Regions from separate parts of the Capra hircus genome. Here region 2 is linked to region 1. The links are chromatin contacts, called in public Hi-C maps. All regions are on one chromosome and are shown on one strand. Each heading gives the region's core, a stretch centred on a gene start, on an enhancer-like site or on the middle of the called end of the contact. The rest is flanking DNA. Distances are from core to core; before and after follow the strand shown.

Region 1 (6,948 bases), core at 3,457-5,956:
GAGTTGTTTTTTATTCCTGATATATGCCTAGGAGTGAAAGTGCTGGATCATATGATGACTCTATTTTTGGTTTTTTGAGAAACCTCCATGCTGTTTGTCACATTGGCGGTACTGATTTACATCCCCACCAACAGTGCAGGTGGGAGGTGCATTTCTGATGCTCGGGGTCAGCCAACCTGGCTCTTTCTCTAAACTGTAGCATCTCAAGAATGGGGGTCTCTGGTCTTTGACAGCTGCAGATCTTGGGGAGACCTAGGCAGTCCCCCGGCTCTATGCACATGGGGCACTCTCCTTTCTACCATCTGATTCGCATCTCCAAGATGGGACTTCTGGTGGGACTTCACCGAGGACAAGCCTTTCATTGCAGCTTTTGCTAAGGAATTTAGGACCAGATTACCAGGAAGCATCGTTTCCCAACTGGACAAATTCCAAGATCGAAAGTGTGTTTTTAAAACTCAGGAGGTAATGAGATCCTGGAAGCATTCAGGAGAGAGGACGGAGCAGTGCGAATGATGGCAAGCTGCTCTGCACCCTGTCTGTGGGAGGGGTGCAGACGCCGCCTCCGAGTCCAAGCCTGGCTCCTGCTCCTGTGGACCTTGGCCCCCAGGGGAGTCACATGACCTTTCTGCTCCTCAGTTTCCTCATCTATGAAAGGAGGATGATTGGTTCCTACTGCACAGGTTTGATGTGGGGGCTGAATAGCAGTGTACCCAGAGCATTGGCGCCTAAGGGCTGTGTAGACAGTAGCAGAGCAAAGGACCGGCAGGCATCAGGCCGTGAAAGGTCAGGGGGAGGAGGCAGGGATGGGAACAAGGCAAAGGTTTTTAGAAGTTACCTCTAGATTTTCAGTTCTTAAAAAGACAATTGTATTCTGTGTTGGGAAAGGTAAGGACAAGCCATAAGGTCTTTGTGGGATTTGGGGCAAGGGGGTCAGCCGTTCTAGGTCTCAATTTATTGTGTGAAAAATGAGGCTAATAATAGAATTTATCTTATAGAGTTGATAAGAGGCTAAAATGGGATAATGAATAAACTGTGCTTATCATGTACATCAAAATAAATGCTAAATACAGCTGGCCCTGGTGGCTCGGACGGTAAAGCGTCTGTCTACAATGAGGGAGACCTGGGTTCGATCCCTGGGTTGGGAAGATCTGCTGCAGAAGGAAATGGCACCCCACTCCAGTACTATTGCCTGGAAAATCCCATGGACAGAGGAGCCTGGCAGGCTACAGTCCATGGGGTCACAAAGAGGCGGACACGACTGAGTGACTTCACTTTCCTTTCCTTTTGATCATCACCACCAAAAATTTAAATGCTCCTAGGACCTAACTCATCTCACTTATAGGAACCTCTATCAGAGAAACAATGGCATAACAATCTAAATCTTTGCACAAGGGTATTCAGGACAGAATTTTTTATTTTTTCGGTAGTAGCAAAAATGTGGAAATAACAGAAATGTCTATCAACAGAGGAATGATTAATAAATTATAGGAACTGCTGCTTCAGACTTCCATGAAGCTCTTAGCAAGAATGAGGAGAGCTATAAATATTATCTAAAAAATGAGAAAATTTTAAGGGGAAAAATGAAGTTGTAGGAGAATATGTGTATTTCCTTTGTACAAAGTCAAACCAAATATACTTATGAGCTAAATCACTTCACTTGTGTGCCTGTCTTTGCAACCCTATGGCCCATAGCCCACCAGACTCCTCTGTCCATGGGGTTCTCCAGGCAAGCACACTGGAGTGGGTTGCCATGCCCACCTCCAGGGGATCTTTCCAACCCAGGGATCGAATCTGCATCTCTTAAGTCTCCTTCATTGGCAGGTGGGTTCCACACTAGTGCCAGCTGGGGAGGCTGAGAACACTTACAGTTAATGGCATACCATTCAAGGTCCAGACGAAAGTGAAGGCCACTCACTGGTGTCCAGCTCTTTGTGACCCCATGGACTATACAGTCCATGGAATTCTCTAGGCCAGAATACTGGAGTGGGTAGCCTTTCCCTTCTCCAAGGGATCTGCTGCAATCTTCCAGCAGATTCTTTACCAGCTGAGCCATAGGAGGGAAGCCCAAGAATGCTGGAGTGGGAGCCTATCCAGCGGATCTTCCCCGCTCAGGAACCGAACTGCGGTCTCCTGCACCGCAGGCTGCTTCTTCACCAACTAATGTCAGGGACGCCCCCACGAGTACAGATCAGTACAAGGCAGTTACCTCCCACCCCCACCCCCGAAGAAAGCAGGGCTGGGGCTGGGATTAGAAGGAAGGCAGCGATCACTGTACACCCTTCTGTGTCATCCTAGTTTGTGCTTATGAACAAGCACTATTTTGGTAGTGAAAAGAAAGAGCTTCTTAGGTCAGAGAGGTTGAGGCAGAAAACACGGCTGAAGGAGGAGGCGTGCCGGGGGAACCTGCCAGAGCGGAGATGCGGGTGGGAAAGGCTGGAGGAGGCAGCTGCGTGCCCGGAATAGAGCTCCCTGCGGGGCTCCAGGAGCCTCATCACTCCACTCACGCTGCAAGCTCTGCAGACCCACGTTCTCCAGAACTCCCGCGCTGCAGCGCTCCTGCGGACGTCTGCTGCGGGCGTCCAGCGACGGTCCGGTCCCCTCGTACCCGGGGTCAGAAGGCGCGCTCGTCCCCTCGCCGCGAAGGCAGGCGGCTGAGCGGAGGGTCTGCGGCGGGGAGCGCCCTGCCTCCCTTGGCCCTGCCGGTCCCGGGTCCCCGGCAAGTGCCTGAAAGGCTGCCGTTTCACCCGCGAGGGGTGGCCCCGGAGTCACAGTTCCCTGACAGGGTGCTGTGAGAGTAAGCGAGGTGGCGATAGGGGGAAACGGCTGCTCAGCGACTGAGCCCCCCATCTGTCACAGCGGATCCTGGGCGGTCGAGTGCATTTAAGCGATGACACGCCCTCACGCCCAGCTCCCTGCCGAACCGCGTGTCACTGCCGGGCATCGACCACGTCCCCGTCCCCTCGCTCCCCTCCTCCAACTCCCGCACCTCCAAAGCCATGAAAACACTTCCGTGTACTCCTCAATCCTGAGAACAACCGGTCTCAGTCCGGGCTGCACTCAGAACCCAAGGTCTGGGGAGCCTAAAATGCCTCCCAGGCCACCTCTGAACGTTGGGATGTGATCGGCTTGGATGGGGCCTGAGCGGTGGGACTTGGGAAAGGCTCTTCAGATGATGCTGCGGTGAAGGCAAGGGGAGAGACCCTGTCCTCCCCCCAGGCTGGGGTGCCCTCTTAATGCGCAGTTTCAAGGATGGGAGCTCCGCATGTGCTGCCTTTTGGCACCCTCTCCCCCCAAACCCACATCCCAAAGACACCCCCCCACACCCCGCCCGGCCCCTCTCAGACTTGAAAGCTACTGCCCACAGCTGGTCCAGGCAGCTTTCTGTCCAAGCTTCCCCTCTTCCTCCCTCCATTTTTATTGTCAGGCTCTACTTAGCCTGGGGTTTCTTTGTTTTTGTTTTCCCCGTTGTCCGGATTTTGCCTTGCAAAGGAGCTCCGGGAAGCGGGAGCAAAATTCCATCTCAGCTTCTTTTTCAGTAACAGCACCCTCTTCCTCCTCCTCAGGTCACCATCGCTGGATTTACAGATGTGAGTCACCCTGCTGGTGAGAAGGCTGCTGGAAGAAAACTTTTTCTTTCTTTCCCATTTCAGCCGTCTGCACCCACGCCGCCCAGCCGGAAAGCTGCACAGCCCCTTCTCTTGCTGCACCTGAAATGGTTCCATGGGGGGGAAAGGGTTCCCAGCAGCACCCCCTCCTACCTTCTGGACTGAAATTATTATTCAGAGTTTGGCATCCTTTGGAATTTCAATAGAATCTCCATCTTCAACTCTATTTTTAGCTTTTTCTTATCAAAAGCACTGTTCTCTCCCGCTACCATTTTTCTTGGAGACTGCACATGATTAAAATACATTTTCATTATAAACGGGAATAAGACGAAAGAACTTGTTCTTGATTGCAATCACACAGGATGAAATGATTTCCTGGTCCCTAGAAACTAGCTGGGATGACTCCCCTGGACTAGCCATGCTCGCTGAGCTGCCTCGGGACACACTGTAAATTCCGGCCTGCTGGTCTCTTTTCTATTTGCTTTCCTGCAGAGAGATAAAAGGACAGGGGAAGGAAAGTCATGACTTCAGGCTCTCCATTTATCCATCTTAAGCTTCACAGCAAGACCGTAACGTAGGTTTTATTGTCTCCATTTTACAGATGAGAGTACTGAGGCTCAGAGAGGGGATCTGGCTGACGCTACACAGACGAAAGCAGTGAGTGGCCGAGTGAGGGTGTGGCTGCTGTCCCTCCCCTGGACAAACACTGCAGAGGGCCTGCCTGCTCTCAGGAGGAAGCCGGCACTCCGTCACTGGGTACTGAAGGGCCCTCACAATCCTGAGATACTGGCGGCATATCCCCCCAAAGTTCCCTCCCTTGCACACACCATTCAGCCACACTTTCCCGAGCTTCCAGGTCTTTTCATGGTAAGGTGAAGCCTTTCCTGCAGGAGAAGCCCCGTTTTCTTCCCGCCCCTTTTCTCCTCCCAGTGAAAAATCTGTACTCCCCTTCCCAGAATCAGCTGAGATACCATTCCTTAAAGCCCTCCCGCCTCCCAGCTCCCCTCTCCAAGCTGGCTTCAGGGCTCCTCGTCCAGGACCAGGTGCGATGGCCCGAGGGCAGGGACAGACTCCGGCCCCCAGTGGTTCTGGGCTCAGCTCTGACTCCTCCCGTCGGGAATCAGGCGCTCGGCACAATAAGCCCCAGGGGATGACTCCATTCCCGCTTGTCTCCGCATCTTCCCAGCTTCCTGTTGCCTGAGAGAGCACGTCCCTTCTCGTAGTTTCCTGCATCATCCTCCCGACCTGGCCTCGGAAATCCAGAGATGCGCGTTTCCAGGCCGCGGTTTGCGGCCTCGCGTCCTCTGCCGGCCGTTCTGGGGATCGGCGGGTTCCAACCGCGCGATCTTGCAGGCTATGCTGCCCCCTGGCGGCGTCTCTCGGCGCTGCGGCTCTCTCGGGTCTGGAGCGCTGAAACCACAGGTTCAGGTGGGGCTCAGAAGGCAGATTTTGTTTCCTTTATTTCTAGCCGGGAGCTGGAATCCAGGGGAGGGTGGATGACTGGCTCGGTAATCCCAGGGCTTGGGAGCTGAGAGGCACCCTCTTCTGAGTCTGTGCTGAGGCCACTGAACGGCCCGAACTTGACATCTTTCTGATTTTATCAATAGAACCAATGTAGGAGCATTCCAGAAAGTTGGAGAAACAGAAAATTGGAAAGAAAATAATTACCCTGTCAATCCATAGACACCAACTTTTAACCACTGTGGTACATATCTTTCTAATATATCTTTTCATACATATCAATGCATTTTTATTACAAAACTGGGTCTATAACCTATAGTTGTCTTTCTTGTTTTTTAAAGTATTGAGCATGTCTTGAGTTTAGAAGCAGAAGAAAAACTGGAAAATTAGAAAATTGTACATTACTTAAATTTACGTTACTTAAAATTGCACTATCCAGAGAAAGCATTTCTTTCCAAATTACTTTATATTTGTGAAACTCAATTATTATTTCTTTTGCAAAAATCCAATTTAGAAGGAAAATTTACTTTATACTTTGGATTACCCGATAATGACATACACTTTTTTTTCCTACCTGGCAGTTTCTGTAAACATTCTCCAACCTCCCCCTCCCTTCACCTTCCTGGACCATTGCATTCATAAGGCTCCCAGGAGTAGCCAGGCCTCCTGTGAATCTGAGTGTATTCACCTGGGGGATTGATTCTTAGAAGTGAAATTGCATTAAGGAGGGTGTGTGTTTTTATAAGCTTTGATAAATACAGCCAAGCTATCTTACAGGAAAATTTGGATGCCCACCAGCGATCCTGAGAGTGCTTGTTTCCCAGCAGGATCGCCAACGATGCTGTCAGACTTCTGGCCCTGGGGACCATATAAATTCAGCTACACTGTGCTGAGTGTGCACTGTGCCAGACACCAGGCACAGTGCTGTCCATTTACTTTATTTTTTATCTTCTGTCTGTGCTGCAAGGCATGTAGGATCTTAGTCCCCTGGCTAGGGATCAAACCCACGCCCTTGCATTGGAAGCACAGTCCTAACCAGAGAGGTCCCAGGGCTGTCTGTCTGTTAATTCTCATTGAATCCTCCCAATATGTCAACGAGGGAAGCAACTTCACTTTGCAGATGAGGAAACAGGGTCAGAGCGCTTAGGCTTCCTCGGTCCTAGAGCAGAGCTGGGTCTCTAGCGTTCATCCCAACATCCTCCTGACGGTGCTCAAGTTTGAATGGGCTGTCATAGCACTCAGAGGGCTCGGTGGCAGTCCCCTTAGTGTCTGACTCAGCACAATAGAAAGGGCCCGAGAACATGCAGGTCTGGCGACGCCGAGGCTGCTGGCCCAGGGACCATCCCTTGAGAATCACTGGTCGCCTTACTCTAATTAGGAATTCCATCTGGAAATGACCTGTGGACCTGCCTTTCACTTTGGCTCGGAGCTTATTTGAATTTGCATGCTCTACAAACCTTGTGGGGGTGTATGTGGGAACGTGAGTACATCTTTTACAGTCCTTTGAATTCACCACGTTTGGTTTGTGCTAAGTGATTTCACCTCTTCAAGACAGTTTCTCTACCTTTTTAATGGAGATGGTGCTTACAGGAATCTCTTGGGGGTATTACAAGGAGTAATGTATGCAGGAAAAAAAAAAACCAAAACATGCTGAAGATTGTGATTTACTGCACCAAAGCTAGTTCTCATCATGCCTGTTGATGGAAAAGCTGGGAAGCACAGTGGCAGACACTCGGGTTTGACAGGCCTGGACTGAGGGGGCAGTTTGGCCCCCACGTGATGTTAGACGAAGCAGCCCTCTTCTCTGAGCCTCATTCCTTCTCTTGAAGACTGGGCATATCACGGGCTCCCCAAGGGTTCAACAAGCCCTCTGTGGATTGTC
Region 2 (6,086 bases), core at 3,220-5,719, 160 kb before region 1:
TGTATTCAATATCCTATAACAACCTTTAATGGAAAAGTGTGCTATTATGTAAACAGAAACTAGAAATGATTCAGATGTCCATGGCTAGTGGGAACAGCTAAATGAACTCTGTGTGCCAATACCATGAGACAAAATAAGTGAGGAGGCCCTTTATGTGCTAACGTAGTTGAACCTTGAAGACAGATTATTGAGTTCCGTCCCTGAGGTGCAATATAACTTTTATGTTGAAAACCAAACAAAATTGAACCAAACACCATACGGCAAATTGCTCAGGGCTGGGGAGAGGAGGTCCAAGGAACTCTGGCCTTTCCTGGAATGTCACAGTTTTGAAAAGAGGCTATATCTGGTTATCACTTAATCCTTACACATAAATTTCATAATATGAATGGTTAGAAAGAAAAAAAAAAGGTCTGGACTTGGGAGACAAGGTGGTCTGGGTTGGAAACCCAGCTATTTCACTCGGATTTTTAACTTGGGGTGCACCCTGTGTCTCTTCAGGTCCCAGGTGGTGGGGATGCTACCCTCAGCCTGTGTCCAGTGAAAAAACCGGCTCTGTGGAGGGGCTGACCTAATGTCTGGGTGTATGACAAGGCTTCTAAAAGTTCAGTTGAGTGTGAAGGATGGGTTGATCTGGGAATTGTGTCCTTTGGGGCCTTACTTCCTTGGGAATCCTGCCAGGCTCACCAGGCACATGAGAGTGTTGGCAAAGCCCCAGGGAGTAAGGGCCTGGCTCACACAGTGGCATCTTGGGGCCTGAGAAACATGCTGCTTTCCACGACCCTGAGTGGAGAGGCTGGGGCCCTGCTGTCAACATCTGCAAAATGCTCTTCAGTTCGGTTCAGTTCAGTTCAGTCGCTCAGTCGTGTCCGACTCTTTGTGACCCCATGAATCGCAGCACGCCAGGCCTCCCTGTCCATCACCATCGCCCAGAGTTCACTCAGACTCACGTCTATCGAGTCAATGATGCCATCCAGCCATCTCATCCTCTGTCGTCCCCTTCTCCTCCTGCCTCCAATCCCTCCCAGCATCAGAGTCTTTTCCAATGAGTCAACTCTTCGCATGAGGTGGCCAAAGTACTGGAGTTTCAGCTTTAGCATCATTCCTTCCAAAGACATCCCAGGGTTGATCTCCTTCAGAATGGACTGGCTGGATCTCCTTGCAGTCCAAGGGACTCTCAAGAGTCTTCTTCAACACCACAGTTCAAAAGCATCAATTCTTCAGCGTTCAGCCTTCTTCACAGTCCAACTCTCACATCTATACATGACCACTGGAAAAGCCATAGCCTTGACTAGACGGACATTAGTTGGCAAAGTAATGTCTCTGCTTTTGAATATGCTGTCTAGGTTGGTCATAACTTTTCTTCCAAAGAGTAAGTGTCTTTTAATTTCATGGCTGCAGTCACCATCTGCAGTGATTTTGGAGCCCCCCAAAATAAAGTCTGACACTGTTTCCACTGTTTCCCATCTATTTCCCATGAAGTGATGGGATCAGATCACTTCACAAAATGCTCTTCACAATAACAAAATTATGAACCCTGGAGGGCTGCTGGCGCACAGGAGGGCCTTTCCCCAGTGGCCCTGAGGGCTACTGGTGACTGTCGATGGCTCTTGAATTATCACTGGAATTCTTAGGATTCTGGTGGGATTTGGGAACTGTGGTGGGAGAAGCATGTCCTGGGCTGTCATTCCCTGCTTGAGGGACCTGGAAAGAGCCCCCTAAAGTGGACAATGAAGATGATAAACTCTCCCCCAAACTCCATCTAGAGCCTGAACAGCCAAGTGTCATGTGCTAGCACCCTAGCTGACATGGGGTGCCAAACGGATGCCCTGCATCTGGCCTTCCCTGATAGCTCAGCGGGGGAAGAACCTGCTTGCAATGAAGGAGACACAGGAGAGGCGGGTTCGATCCCTGGGTTGGAAAGATCCCCTGCAGAAGGAAATGGCAACCCACTCCAGTACTCCTGCCTGGAAAATGCCATGGACTGAGGAGCCTGGCGGGCGTAGTCCAGAAGATCACAAAGAGTCGGCCACGGCTAAGCACACAGGCAAGGGCTCTGAGCAGTCTACTGCCTACCAAGTGTCTAACCTGAGTTTAAACACAGTCCCATGTGCGCCATGAATGTTTCCGCTTAGAAGTTCACAGCTGCTTTGGTCCACATCTTTCCACACTATGCACACACACATTTTCCTCTCTGGGTGATCCCAACACTGGCCTTCATGTCCCATTCCTTCTCTGACTCCTGGCAATGTTTAGGCATCAGCCCATCTCTCTGGAGGGCGGGAGGGGTCTGATTCCTTCGGGTACCCGGCCTGGAGCCTGGAGTCTGCTGTAGGGTCTAGGGTAGATCTGATGTGACTATCGACACCTCCTTCCCCCACCCCCAAAGTGGGGCTGTCCTTGCTCACTCTGCCTTCACCCCTTCCCAAGCTGGACTCTGAAAGATCTCTTTTGTAAAACAGACTTCATCAGCTCCCTCTCAATGCAGGCCTTTCGAAGCCTTCCCACTACTCACAGGATGAGGCAGTGTTCCTGGATGCAGCTCCATCTGGAACCGCTCTGCTCCATGGCCCACAGCCGTGCTCAAGCCTCCCAGCGCCTCCTTCCTCTCCTCTTGCCCCTCCCTCTTTGGCCTACTTAGCAACAGTGGTTTTGCTTCTCCTCCACTTCCCATTGGTGGAATCTGAACCTGTTGGGATGAGATTCTGGAAACTGCGGTCCCCAGGCTTCTGGCCCCGGCTGGGCTTCTATAAAGTGCCCCAATATTCAGCACAGACAGAGTTTTCCTTCAGCAGACACCTCCTCACTCTTTTTACACCGCCTACATAGAACTGTTTGACATTATCTAGAGACTGCCTTGTTCTGCCACTTTCATCTTCCCCAAGGACCCCTTAACACACTTTGTCTTCTCTGCTCTGAAATATATGAAAATCCATTTCAGGCAGATCAGCTCCTGTAAGCTTTGATTGTGATGACTCAAATGATTCCTTCTCTGTTTCCTGTGGGAATTCATCAAGGTATGTCTTGGTGTGTCTTTCTGCAAGGCCCCCCAGGGTTCAGGATTCCACAGCCTCCTCCTTCCACCCCAGGAAACGCTCCTCACTGCTGATACCGCTTTTCCAACAGTGACCTGGACTCTGGTCAGCTCCCGCCCTCCCTTTTCCAAGCCCTTTCATGAGTGCCTTTGGGAATCATTTCTTGCACATAATCCTTGACCTGGTTTTTCACTAGCGCTTCACTTACTCTCCACTGCAGAAGACTTCTTTGATTCACAGGTTTTCCATTTTAAAGATGTCTTTCTCTCCCGCCTAACAAAGGCATCGCTGAATCTGGCAATTTCAGAAATATTCCCTTCTGCAAACACTGATCGAGGGCCTACCACATACCTGGCTCACCAGGTGAGACAGATGAAGCTCTGAACTTCTGACCAGCCTGTCCTTCATTTCCAACACGATGTTTCAAGACAAGGCCTCTTTTGCTGAGGACTCTTTTACCTTTCAAGGCAATTTCTCAGTTGGCTTCTACCCCAACATTTTATCATAATCCTTTTTCTAAATCAAGACACACTGTATGATGAAGTTTGGGGAGTATTTCCTCACCAGGAAGTTAAAAAATAAAACCACAAGGCAGCATCTGTTTTGATAGCTTTATTGGAACATCCTGATGAAATGTGGATTTGGGGGCGCAGTGCAGATGCTTCTCCTCTGGGCAGCGCACGCCCCACTTCTGCAGCCAGCAAGGGATGCGGGGGGTCTCCAGGAGGGCGGGCAGCTCAGAGGATGGTCCGCAGTGGCAGGCGGCGCGTAGGCACCCTGACGTCAGCCCCGACCAGCTGAGTCTGTGATCAGCCAGACCCGTCTGATGCTCCATCTACTTGGGCCGTGACATAGAGACCCACCTGTCTCAGGTTCCTGGGAAAACTTCCAAGAGAGGGATTCTGAGATTTCCAGAGGAATCCAGCCCACAGATTGAGCATCTCTGGAGAACCCTGGGGCAAATCGTGCCTTCAGGTGTATCGGCAGAGAAATTGCTTAAAGCTCCCACTACGTGGGCCAAACAGTCTCCGAGGAGCTAGACACACAATGGTCAACAGAAACAGGCAGGGCTCACTGACACACAAGGGCCAGGGGGCCACACAGGCATGGCAGGCAGGCCCATGGCTTCCGAGGACAGTTCCAGGGGTGTGGGTGGGAGGCCAGACCCAATAGGGACAGTCAAGGAAGGCTCTGGAAGACTCCCTGAAAAGCGATATTTCAGCTGAGATCCCGTGGCTGAAAGGACAAGAGCAGCTTTTCAAGTGATGGAAACAGCTCTGTGCCAGGTGTAGCTGGAAGGAGCAGTGAGATAAATAAACCCAAAGGAGAAGGCCGGTGGGGCTGGGGTGAAGAGGTAAAAGAGAGAGTCGGGGGAAGGAGGAGGCTGGAGGGCACACCAGGGCCCACCGCGCGGGGCCTGTGGGCTGGCTTTCTCCGCGCGGTTGCGTTTTGCACAGCCCACTCCGGCTGGAGGAGGGGAGGGGTGGGCCAGTGGGGAATGCAGGAAGCTTTCCCGTTTTCCTGATGGAGGGGATGGCAGCGGGACCAAGTGAGGGCCGGGCAGGTGAGAGAACCAGGTGGAAACACGCGGGAGCTAAGTCCATCCAGAGCGTGGAGCCTGAGGAGCCAGGAGGAGGGTGGGGCCAAGACGGACCTTTGAGGCCAATGGTCAGATTTCTATCTGAGGAGGGGGATTCTGGAGCAGGAGCAGATGCAGGGCAAAGGTCAAGGTGCAGAGGCCGACATGCTCCAGGTGAGGCTGAGAAACAGCGAGAGGGGAACCTGGAAGGTACACGTCTGTGAGGAATTTTCGAGCTAAGCCTCCTGGTAGCTTCGGCAGTGCTGATGGGGCCACAGAGAGTGAGGAACGGCAGTGAGAGGCAAAGGCTCCGGACTGAGCCTTGGGCGATGGCCAGGGTGAAGCCTCGGGAGGGGGACTGAAAAGGCATGAGTGGGTGGGGAGGGGGACCCCAGGAGGGCGTCTTGCAACCAGGGGAAGAGGGGGCTCAGGGAGGGGCAGTGGTCTTGCAGGGAGCCCATGGACACCCTCATCTCCTCCACCTCCTTGGGTCTCTTCAACAACCCTGAAAGTAGGAAAGGGGAGCGGTGCCCCCGGAACAGAGTGAGTAAGGGGCTGCTCCAAGGAGGAGGCCGCCGCAGGTCTCCCCGCCTCCAGCAGAGGGCGCGCCGGGGCCAACTTCCCGACTCGAGCCTGTTGGGTCCCCCTCCCCCAACCTGACCCTCCTTGCTGCCCTTCACGTTTTCCCCAGCAAATCTGCTCCACGCCACTCCTTCTTGATGGAAAGCACCAGAGAGAGTCAGAACTGCAGCATGAAGGGCGCCCCCTCCCCTCCCCACAGGCTCTGGATCGGAGCCTGGCTTCCAGGAGGGTCTGCTGAGTCAAGGAACTACCGAGGCCTCTCTGCAGAGGCAGGGTAGGGTCCCGTCGAAGAGCATGGGCTGGAGGCCCGGATTTCTACCCATCCTCCTGTTCATCTGTTTGTTCCCTCCTTCCACAGCGATTCTCAAGCGTCCTGCGCGAGACGCACCTTCTAGCTGAGCGGCCCCACACTTCTCTGAGCCTGTCTCCACCCCTGATCCCTGGCGCGCGTACTAAGGACGACGTGAGCCGACGCAGGGGAAGTACCGGGCACACAGAAGGTGTTCACTAAAGACGGACGTCCTTCCCTTCCCTACCCTTCCCTCCCTGCATCCCACAGGGCGCTGGGATGGCAACACCCTCTGCGGTGCCCAGACGGCACCCGTGTTTCTGCACACACACACAGGTCCTCAGCAGTCCCGCCGTCTCTGCTGGTGACTCAGGGCCAGCACCAACGCGAGCTTTGAACCCGTGGGATTCGGCAGACCTGGACCCAGGGGAGTCCCAGCGCAGGGCGGGCCAGCTCCATTTCAGCCGAGGACCCCAGCACCCACCTGCCGTGTGCTCTGGGAGTCCCCAGACTGGAGCCAGGGTGTGTTCTCTGTGGTTTGTGGGGCTTTGGGGTCCTTAGTGGCTCCGGGAGTCAAATCATGGTGCTGGGGAGCAGTTATCTT

Evidence for each region. A called contact is a pair of places that touch in the nucleus more often than the background predicts.
Region 2: a Hi-C map of blood shows a contact between it and region 1, with 4 times the contacts expected there. The contact joins two enhancer-like sites. A contact is called at or near these places in 2 of 5 Hi-C or Micro-C datasets (blood and liver).

The regions. Positions count from the first base shown.
Region 1 is chr10:95,616,224-95,623,171 of ARS1.2, reverse strand. No RefSeq gene overlaps it. Among named protein-coding and RNA genes, the nearest start is that of SFXN1, 61 kb to the right of the region's middle. Within about 2 kb of position 4,706, at least 1 of the 5 cell types and tissues checked has an H3K27ac peak or open chromatin away from gene starts, as enhancers often do.
Region 2 is chr10:95,776,859-95,782,944 of ARS1.2, reverse strand. HRH2 (histamine H2 receptor) reads right to left here. Exons shown (of 3, transcript XM_018053706.1): 3 at 3,630-6,086. The coding sequence ends at 5,943. Among named protein-coding and RNA genes, the nearest start is that of HRH2, 50 kb to the right of the region's middle. Within about 2 kb of position 4,469, at least 1 of the 5 cell types and tissues checked has an H3K27ac peak or open chromatin away from gene starts, as enhancers often do.